Regions from separate parts of the Sus scrofa genome. Here all the other regions are linked to region 3. A link is a contact called in public HiChIP or PLAC-seq and promoter capture Hi-C data. All regions are on one chromosome and are shown on one strand. The core of a region is the stretch at or near the end of the contact, and the rest is flanking DNA. Distances in the headings are between cores, read along the strand shown.

The links. Promoter capture Hi-C pulls out the DNA fragments that hold promoters and counts their contacts. HiChIP or PLAC-seq counts read pairs in DNA pulled down with a chosen protein or histone mark.
Region 1: a promoter capture Hi-C map of fetal liver shows a contact between it and region 3, with 2.5 times the contacts expected there. The contact joins the promoter of LOC100621388 here to the promoter of ZC3H3 in region 3. A contact is called at or near these places in 1 of 5 promoter capture datasets (fetal liver) and 1 of 2 datasets of contacts at active chromatin or transcription factors (alveolar macrophages).
Region 2: a contact with region 3 is called in an H3K27ac HiChIP or PLAC-seq map of alveolar macrophages. The contact joins the promoter of BOP1 here to the promoter of ZC3H3 in region 3. A contact is called at or near these places in 1 of 5 promoter capture datasets (liver) and 1 of 2 datasets of contacts at active chromatin or transcription factors (alveolar macrophages).

Annotation. Positions count from the first base shown.
Region 1 is chr4:106,928-110,342 of Sscrofa11.1, reverse strand. It overlaps LOC100621388 (zinc finger protein 16), which reads left to right and starts at 1,516. Exons shown (of 4, transcript XM_021090457.1): 1 at 1,516-3,227. The coding sequence starts at 3,210.
Region 2 is chr4:485,058-488,161 of Sscrofa11.1, reverse strand. BOP1 (ribosome biogenesis protein BOP1) reads right to left here and starts at 1,600. Exons shown (of 16, transcript XM_013988007.2): 1 at 1,460-1,600; 2 at 312-467. The coding sequence starts at 1,549. HSF1 (heat shock transcription factor 1) reads left to right here and starts at 1,697. Exons shown (of 13, transcript NM_001243819.1): 1 at 1,697-1,976. The coding sequence starts at 1,860.
Region 3 is chr4:1,007,776-1,011,204 of Sscrofa11.1, reverse strand. It overlaps ZC3H3 (zinc finger CCCH domain-containing protein 3), which reads right to left and starts at 1,278. Exons shown (of 11, transcript XM_021090418.1): 1 at 894-1,278.

The sequences.
Region 1 (3,415 bases), core at 267-2,766, 900 kb after region 3:
CATGGTTCCTAGTCGGATTCGTTAACCACTGCGCCACGATGGGAACTCCCTATTTTTGTTATTTCTATTCTAACTTTCATAGTTTAATTTTCCTGTAAAATGCATACTTTAAAATATTTGTATTCTTCATGTCTAAGCGTATCATCGGTTTAATCAGTTTTTGTAAAATGTTCTGTGGACAGCCCCATGAACATTACATATGGTATATACGTAAGGCATTTGTTTTCCATCAATCTGTCTAATCATGTACTGATTGAGGGATTCAGTTCTTCCACATGCACCCTCATGTTCTTATCAAGCAACGTCTGTTCTGATTCTACCGAGTTCTTCCTGCCTGTCCCTTTCTGTCCAGTTACTGTTAGGTAGTGAGTGTAGATTGGGAAAGAACTAAAAGGTGGCAAAAGCCAGACAGCTTGGGAACAAAAATAACCTCATGAAGCACAAAGCTGCAAGACAAAAATAGGTGGAGAAACTGTTAAATTGTAACAACATAACTATTTTTGTGTGTCTTTCGTCTTTTCAGGGCCGCACAGGTGGCATAGGGAGGTTCCCAGGCTAGGGGTCGAATCGGAGCTACAGCTGCCAGCTTACACCACAGCCAGAGCAACGCAGGATCTGAGCTGGGTCTTCGACCTACACCACAGTTCAGGGCAACACCGGATCCTGACCCCATTGAGTGCGGCCAGGGATCGACTCCGCAACTTCATGTTTCCCGGTCGGATTCGTTTCTGCTGCCCCACGATGGGAACCCACGATGGGAACTTTTGCAACAACATAACTTCTATCTTCCCTGTTTCTTACTCCATCACAAACCTGTGCTAAAAATAGAAACCACCTCTTTTTTGAGGTCACTAACTGCTCCCTAAGCAGCGGGGAGCCTGCGTTCTCGCTGCTCAGCGCTCCCGGCCACTTCGTTGGTCGATAAACCGGCTGAGACCTCATTGCTCCACCCCCCGCCTCCTTCCTCCCCGCCATGTCTAACAGCTACCGCTCGGCTAGTTGCGCCCACAGCCAGTCATCGCGAGGCAGCTGGCGCTCCAGGCGCCTCCCGAGAGCAGAGGGTGTCGGGAGCTCACTGACGGAGTCGTCAGGCTCCCCGCGCCTAGAGCTGCCTCGCTGGGCTGGGCGAGGGGGGCGGGGAAGCAGCGGGCCGGAAGTTGAGGGGGACTTCCGGGGTCAGCCTGTGGGCCGCCTCGAGGCGTTGCGCGGTTCTGGGAGCGGCTGCGGTGGGGGATGCTCGCGCGCGAGGCTCCTCCACGTCGCAGCCCGCGCTCCCGCCTGACTCCGAAGTCCCCGCGGTGGGTGCTGGTCCCAGGAGGCCCCGACTCGGGTGCGCGGCGTGGGGGAGGGCTGCGGGGGCGGCCCCTGGACGGTGCGCGGCGGGGCCGAGCAGCGCCTGCCCGGGGAGCGCGGCTGCGGGAGTGCGAGGGCAGGCCTTCTGGCGCGGGCGGTTGGGGCGGAGAAGGGGGCCTCAGGAATCGGCGCGGTCGTCGGAGCTGTGAGGAGCCGGTGAGAAATGATTGGGGTTGTCGCTTGGTTCCGGGTGTTCTGCTTGGGGGCCCAGTCGGTGGTCGTTTCGCCCTGAAGCTGAAGAAGGGCATTTCTCCCCCCAGGGGAGTGGGGCTGAGGGTGGGTCGTGCCGGCGCCGCGGGTACCTGCCGAGGACTGGTGGCTGCTGGTCCCCACAGGTTTGTCTTTGCTTGGCACCAGGTTGAGCCCAATGCCAGTTGAATCGACTTCCAAGCTCGTTGGTAGAATTCATTTCCTGAGGTTGCTTTTCCTTGCTGACTGCCATTAGCTCCTGGAGGCCGCACTCCTTGCGCATGACCCATGCTTCTGAGTCAGCGAGTTTCATGGGATTAGTGGGTCCACGAGGATAATCCAGGCCCATAACCTTAACCTTAATTTCCTCTGCAAAGTCTCTTTTTGCTGTGTAGGGTAGGTTCCAGGGATTATTATGGGACATGGGTTGGGAGGGGCATTCTCCGCCACAGTCTCTGTCTCTGTTCTTCTGGGCAAGAGCCCACATGTACTGAAGCAAGAAAAGCAAGATGTTAAATGAGTGTGGTTTGGTACAACTTAAAAAGGCAAAGATATTATAAACGTATTTGCCTGTGTAAGCTTAGAGAAATTTGGAAGGGGACCTTGGAAACAGGGAAGGGAACCGAGTGGCTGGCTGGGGATATTTCAACTTAACGCCTCTTTAATTTTTTGAATTTTGAGCCACATGACGTTTCCCTTACTCAAGAGACAATTTTAATTTCAAGAATTCTAAAATAAAGTGAATTTGCAGTTCCTGTTGTGGCGCAGCAGAAACGAATCTGACTAATATCCATGAGGATACAGGTTCGAGCCTTGGCTTCGCTCAGGAGGTCAGGGATCTGGCGTTGCTGTGAGCTGTAATGTAGGTCGCAGATGCGGCTCAGATCCCGTGTGGCTGTGGCTGTGGCGTAGGCCGGCAGCTGTAGCTCTGATTTGATCCCTAGCCTGGAAACGTCCATATGCCCCAGGTGTGGCCCTAAAAAGCAAAAGCAAAAGCAAAAAAAAAAAAAGTGAACTAAATAACTACCGCAAATGAGAGAGAGTGAAGGCTACCCCCTCGAGGTCATCGTCTGCTCTCTCCTGCTGCTGCATGGATGGGTGCCAGGAGTCTTCTCAGATGTCAGTCTGCGTGCCCAGGCCAGGTTGATCTTCCTGTGCTTTTCCCTTAGTTCTGTCTCTCCTGAGGGAGAAATGCGGCTGGTGCCTCACTTTCATCAGGTCGTCAAGGCCTCTTTAAATCTGACCCTTAGTAATTCTGCCTCTGAGCTCTGTCCACACCTCTGCCCTGTGTCACCTCTGCCTTTTCCCACTTTCCCAGCCAGGCAGGGCTTGAACTCTCTTCTTCAACCCATCTGCCCAGGCTCTGTCCCTTCCCTGCTTCCTCTGTCCAGGCATGTGCCCATCTCATGTCTGTCTTTCCTCTGCCATCTGTCTTACTCAAGTCCATGAGGGTGATGGTCGCACCTCCCCAGAATAGCCCCTGACATAAAGTGGGTGTTTTGGAATCTTTGAAAGCATGTGTCCAAGAAGAGAAGTCCAGTCCCAAGGCCGCAGGTGCTGTCCACGGTGGGCTTCTGCCACAGTTCCTGCTTTGTCTTCTCCACCCCTGAGGGGCAGAAGGGTCAGTGGTACCTGCTGATGGTGCAGAGCGAATAAGGGGCCAGGGGATGTTGCCCCTCTCTCAGGTAGGCTGGTGAGCAGGGCTTGGTGTGTTTGCTCAGAGAGAGGGCAGTGGGAGGGGTGGCGAATGTCCAGGTGGGAATGTCCCATTCCTGATCTCAGAAAGCACCTAAAGCCGGAGATGAGCCCGACCTAGTTCGAGAGTCTTCACAGGGTAAAGGATGTTGCTGCCTCGGGACTGGGCACATTAACC
Region 2 (3,104 bases), core at 351-2,850, 520 kb after region 3:
AGCTGCCCCAGGCGGCCCCCAGCACGCAGATCTCCACCTCAGGCTTTGCCCCCTAGGAAACCCAGCCTCCAGCTAAGTCTAGCAAAGACTCAGCCCGGGAAGGGTGACATCAGAATCACGGTGGGTGGCTCACAGCCATGGAGATTTTCCGGGTTCCTACTGCGGTTGAAAACTGGTGCCCTAGGGCTCAGAACCCCCCCCCCCCGCACCAGAGGAAAGAGAAAGCAGAGCCCGCGAGCTGGCAGGCACTCTCCCGGCCACCCGCCCGGAGAGCGAGGACGAGCACACCAGAACACTGCTCGCTCACCCACCTGCTGCCCCGTGGCCTTCTCCATCCTGCTGTGCTGCTCCTCGCCGCTGGCCCCGTCCTCCTCCTCACTGCTGTCACTGCCAGAATCTTCCAGGCCTGAGAACACACTCTCCTCGCTGTCAGACAGGCTGGGAGCCGGGGCGCCGGGGAGAGAGGGCTGCAAGGAGCACACTGTCGGTGACCAGCTCTGTGTGGCGCAGGACCAGAGCTGCTTCTGAGCAGACTTCTGCCCACCAGACACCACCCCGGCCCTAACTCCACCAGACAGGGTGCACGGTGGAACAAGAACCTGCAGACTCTTAGCAAGCATTCATTGGAAGGCAAAATTCTAGATTTCATTGTTTTTCAATAGTTCCTGAGTCTCTCGCCAAACTGGACAGCCTGCACGGAGCAGCTACCAAACAGCACTCAGCACACACTCTATCGTGCCTAACTAGCTACACAATTACAACGGCAAGTAAAAATGGCACAAATGTTTTGGGCACAAACACAAACAGCCGCTGATGAATACAGAGGCAAAAGCACTACAAGTGGGTGAGCATGGTGCCCAGAGCTGCCTGCCGGCCAGGGAGCACCACGAGCACTTGTCACAAGTGAAGGGGCAGCCTGATAAACCAGCAACGTGGAGTCCCAGCTGCGAGGCTCGACTGCACAAGCCTGCTATGGCTTTCTACCACCGAGATTTGATGAGATTTGATGACACCCCCACAGCGCGGCTGGGGTTCCGCTGGACAGGAAGAGCATGAGTCCAGCTAAAACGGGCCGTCCAGTGCAGCAGGCGCTGCTTTCTCATCCTCGTTTCCTCTTCTACAACGTCTAACGTGTCAGGAACATTTGGCTATACAAGCAGCTACTGCAGGCTCAAATCTTCTGCGCCCAGATGACAATTCAAAGGCCCAGGAAGACCGCTGCGCAGGACGCCGGCTCTCCTTCCTTATTCTCTCCGGCCCAGACCTTCTTCCGACCCACACAACCGCCAGCCAGCTCCCTGCCCAGGACGCCCCCGCAAGGCCGCCGGGGCGGAGGACAGGAGACCCCTCCCTCCTCGCATTCCCAGGCCCGCCGGGCGCTGGGCGGGATCGCTCCCCGGCCGGTGCCGCGGCCCAGCCCCGCCGCCCCCCCCCGCTCCCGCTCCCGCTCCCGCGTCACCTCCTCCGGCTCCCGCCCCGGCTCCAGCATCCGCTTCCCGGGCCGCGTCCCGGCCACCGCCACGCGCCGCGCGCCCTGAGGTCCCGCCATGCCGCCCGCCGGTCTGCCCTGCGCCGCCACTTCCGGCAGCGACGCGACCGCGTGGGCCTGGGGGCGGGCCCGCGGGGTCAGAGGGCGCCGGGCGGGACGGGGGCCGGTGTGCGTGCGCGCGCCGTGGGACGCGGGCGGCGCCGGCGGGAGCGCGCCCGTCGCAAGATGGCGGCGGCCATGCCAGGCCCCGGGGCCGTGTGTGCGCAGCGGGCGGCGGCGCGCGGCCCGGGCGGCAGGCGCGGCAGCGGCGCTAGCCCGGCCCTCAGCCCCTCCTCGCGGTCCCGCCTCCGCCTCTCCCACCTTGCCCGGTATGGATCTGCCCGTGGGCCCGGGCGCGGCGGGGCCCAGCAACGTCCCGGCCTTCCTGACCAAGCTCTGGACTCTCGTGAGCGACCCGGACACGGACGCGCTTATCTGCTGGAGCCCGGTGAGGGGCCGAGGGCGCCGGCCCGGGGCGGGGAGGCCGCGGCGCGGGGGCCCAGGACGGGCAGGCCCGGACCCCGCCTCGCAGGCCCGGTGTGGGGGTGGGGAGCAGGGGGTAGTGCGGGGAGAAGCGTCGCAGGCCCGCTGGAGGTCGCTCCTGTCCACGCCGCTCTCCCGCGTTGGGTAGGAAGGGCTTCTGCCTCCGTGGGCTTGCGCTTGCTGCCTGTGGGACGACTGCGGGACGCGTCTGTGCTTAGAACAGCCCCCGGCTTCGCTAGTGGACGCTGGGCCCCGGTGGCCCCAGAGTTCCAGTGGTGTGGTGGGCAGTTATTCAGGGTAAATCAAGTCTCGGCCCTGGAACTGGAGGGCGTTTCTCTAGTTCGAAAGGAGAGGGAGCGAAAACAGAAAGCACAACGTCATAAAGTTCAGGCTGGTCTCGAGCCCGGGTCCAGATCCCAGAGCTGCTTTCCCAAGAGCGACTCGTGTTTCTTGCTCTGTGCGCGACTTTATTCACGCCCTGTCTCCCGTTGCCTGGCAGCGGGCAGGTGATTTACATGGTCTGACTCCGCAGGCTGGACAACTCCAGTTTGCGGAGGTTGGACTTGGAGATGGACGTCCTGGCTGTGACGTCGAGGTGGGGCAGGTCGGAGCCACGGCTCGCGGCTGGCAGGGGGGTGGCCTAGGCCACCGTAGTCGTAGGCAGGCTCCGGGCGCCTCCAAACGTGCTTACTCTCCTGAGCGCCCAAACGCTGGATTTCTTGGACCCCACTGAGTTGTTGCCTGTCATCCTGCTGAGCCCTTGGAAAGGAAGAGCAGTCTGGGCTGAAAGGAGCCCAGAGCTGGAGGCCACGTTCTCTCGTTCCACTTGTCCCTTTGAGGAGACCAGAAACCGTGCTGCATTCCCTTGGGGACACTGTGTGTTGTCCCAGCAAATATCCATGTGGCGTTCTCCATCCCAGGCCCTGTTTCTTTAACGGTGGGAACCACCCCTTGTTCCAGGCCTTGAACTTTGCCGGCCAAATGAAATGACCCCATTTTTCTGTCTTTTTCCCTTCTCCCTCTTCTTGTCCCTTCCCCGTAACTCCCGTTTGGGGGAGGGCACCAGAGGTCCTTTGGGATGAACCTACTGTGG
Region 3 (3,429 bases), core at 29-2,528:
CAACTTAGGTCTAAAATTGGAAAAGTTTGGAAACTGAAGCCTGGGGAGTCTGGGCCCCGAAAATCAAGGAGTGCGGCTGTACGAGAAAAAGGAGCTTTTGACCGTGCCTCCAGGGGAGAAACAGGCCCCCCCGGCCCCCCGCCGCGCCAGAGCCCAACCCCCGCCGCCCGCTGTCGGGCACCGGGAGCGAGGGGACCAGCCCGCCCGCGGGGGTGACAGAGCCGCCTCCCGCCGGTTACAAAGCGACTGCCCCACTGCCACCCGCCGCAGCGCCGGAAACGCCCGCACCATCGGTGGACGAAACCCGAGCTGGGGCTGACCCCGGCCGGCAAGGAAGGCCCCCGGGTGCCCTAGCCCCAGCCCGACCCCACCTACCTCCCCACCCGACCCGACCTGGCCGCCGAGAGAGCGGGCGAAGAGCGACCCCCTTCGGGGAGGCGGGCAGGGGGCCGCCGCGAGGCGAGAGGAAAGAAAGGGACGAGCGACCCGGGCCCTACCCGACCCACCCTGCAGGAGGCGGATCTGCCGCCGTAATTGCTCCTTTTCCTCCATCTCCGGAGTCCGCGACGCCCGGCCAGGCCCCCGCGACGTCATCGCCGCGCGACCGCTTCGCCGCGGGCGGGGCGGAGCGCGAGGCGGTACCGAGACTGCGCACTGCGGCGAGGCCCGGGCGAGGGCCGGGGCTCCGCAGGGAGAGGGGGCGACCCGCCGTCGCCCTGGCAACGCCTTGGGGAGGCGGGGCCGCGCCGTGCAGAGCCGGGGCGGGGGGCGACGTCACTACCGAGCGCCGGGAAGGGGCCTGGCGGCGCCCGCGCTGGTCCGCGCCCTGGCCGCCTTCGCTGCGAGTTCCCGTGCGTTCAGGCCTGGGCAAGGGGCCGAGTGTCAGACCCTACCCCAGCCGCAGCGCAGTTCCTTCGGCGTAGATTTATGCTCTGGGGGCTTAGCGGGAGCGACCTGGTAGAACGCGGGCCCAAGAGGCTCTGTCGTTGTTGCGCGAGTCGCCGGGAGAAACGTCTGAAAATGGGGCGGCCCTGAGGAGGCTGGTTACACCTCTGGAAACATGGGCGGTCTGGGGGTGTCGGCGGAAACAAGTATAAAACGGATGGGTGGAGTTCCCGTCGTGGCTCAGTGGTTAACGGGTCCGCCGAGGAGCCGTGAGCTCCCGGCCTCGCTCGGTGGGCAAAGGGTCCGGCGTTGCCGGGGGCTGTGGCGTAGGTCGCAGCGGCGGCTCAGATCCACGCTGCGGCGCCTGTGGTGCAGGCTGGCGGCTGCGGCTCTGATTAAACCCCTGGCCTGGGAACGCCCATATGCCGCAGGTGTGGCCCTAAAAAGGCAAAATAAGTTAATAAATAAAAACATGGGTGAAGTCCTGTACACTGCTGGGGCTGTAAAAGCTTGTAAAAACCCCTGTACGTTGCTGAGCCACCGTGAGAAACAGTGTGGTGGTTCCCCAAAAAGTTAAAATCAGAGTTCCCTTCTGTCACAGCCACTTAAGGATCCCGCGGCTGGGGTCGCTGCTGTTCCCTCTGGGAACTGCCACGTGCCGGTGGTCTTGGCCAAAAACAGCCTAGAACGCGGCTTGACCCAGCAGGTCCACTTCTGGGTAGATACCTTGACGAGGTGAGAACAGGACAGCGGATGAAGCACTAGCCATTCACAATAGCCAGAGGGCGGAACTAGCCCGAGTGTCTGTAGGGGTGAAGGCGCACACATCCACACCACAGAATAGGATTTAGCCTTGAAAAAGAACGAATCATGCTCAGCATAAGTGAATCTCAAAAACATCATGCTAAGTGAAATGAGCCAGTACAAAAGGACAAAAATGGTGAGGTTCCACTTACATGAAATATCTGGAAGAGGCAAAATTAGAGGAAGAAGATCAGAGGTCACCAGAGGCTGAAGGGAGGAGACGGGAGGAGATAGTGCCTCCCGGGCACACGGTTTCCGTTTGCCGGGACGAACAAGCTGTGGAAACAAGTAGGGTGATGGTCGTACAACACTGTCACTGCACTTAAGGCCACTGAATTGGACACGAAGAAATGATATTGTGGGTCGGTGGTAATGAACCCGGCCAGGATCCTTGAGGACCCAGGTTTGATCCCTGGCCTCAGTCAGTGGGTTAAGGATCCAGCATGGCCATGAGCCAGGGTGTAGGCTGAAGATGCGGCTCCGATCCCGCTTTGCTCTGGCTATGGTGTAGGCTGGGAGCTGCAGCTCCGATTTGACCCCTAGCCTGAACACTTCCATATGCTGCGAATGCGGCCCTAAAAAGCAAAAAAAAAAAAAAAAAAAAAAAAGAAAAAGCAAAAAAAATGATTGTATGACAGCTTATATGTTGTAAATGTTTTACCACACACACAAAAAAAATAATGGACAATGTCTGCCGCAGACCTGAGCAACAGGAAATGTTTAAAAGAGATTCTTCAGGCTGAAAGGAAATGATGCAATATGGAAACAGCTACATGAGGAAAGAGGACAGGGAAGGGAAAACACGTTAATTTTTTAAATTCTTACTTATTTTCTCTAAAAAAAAAGTTTCAATAAAAGTAATAAAAACGTTTTGCGGGTTTATAACCCTTAGAGGTACAACCTATGCCAATGATGGTGCAAGGGGTACACGCACTGTGCCCTGCAGGTAAGGGTGCAGCCCACAGCCTGCTCCCAGGCCTGCCTCCTACCTCCCAGGGGCCAGTGTCAGTCCACGTACAGTGGTGGGCCCCCTGGGGCTTCTTGGGCAGTGGCGGCACCAGGCTGGGAAGACCGGGCAACAGAGTGGCCCCTGCACTCAGGCCATGAGGTAGGGCTCGGCAGGCCTCGGGCCCTCAGCAATACAAACACTGTTTAAGACCCTGAGGCTGTGATGAAATGCTGAGGGCGAGTTCGGGGAGTTCTCAGAGAATGAGAGAGATGGCGTTTCTCACCAGCCCTCTTAGCAAGTGCGTCTTTGGGCTTGCCCTGTCTTGCTTCTCTCGAGAAGGCTGCACCTATCACCTGATGAACCAGCCAGGGCTGCCCCCCCCCGCCCCTGGAGGGTGGACCGCGCACGCCCAGTCAGCACCACAGCCCCTCTGGACAGCCAGGCGGCTGCCAAACACAAGGCCGTTGGTTGCCAGTTCAACAACGACAAAGTCCTTGCACTCTGGTGGTGCCACGTGGCACAGAGATGAGCCTAAAGGTCATGATTTAGGGCAGCTCATAACCGTGAGCTGCCCGTGGACGGTGACTCCACCCTGAAGATTTGGGGCGATTTCTTACCACAGGCTGACGCATTCGCGGTCCTGCCCTGACCTTGTCTTCTGGCCGGGCAAGCTCTCTGCTCCTGGATTTCAGTCCTGGGGTGGTGGGGGCAGGCCGGTTCTGTGGATTCGTCCCCCGGAGTTGTGAGACTGGAAACGGGATGTAGCTGCTGTCACAGTTAATGCGTAAAAC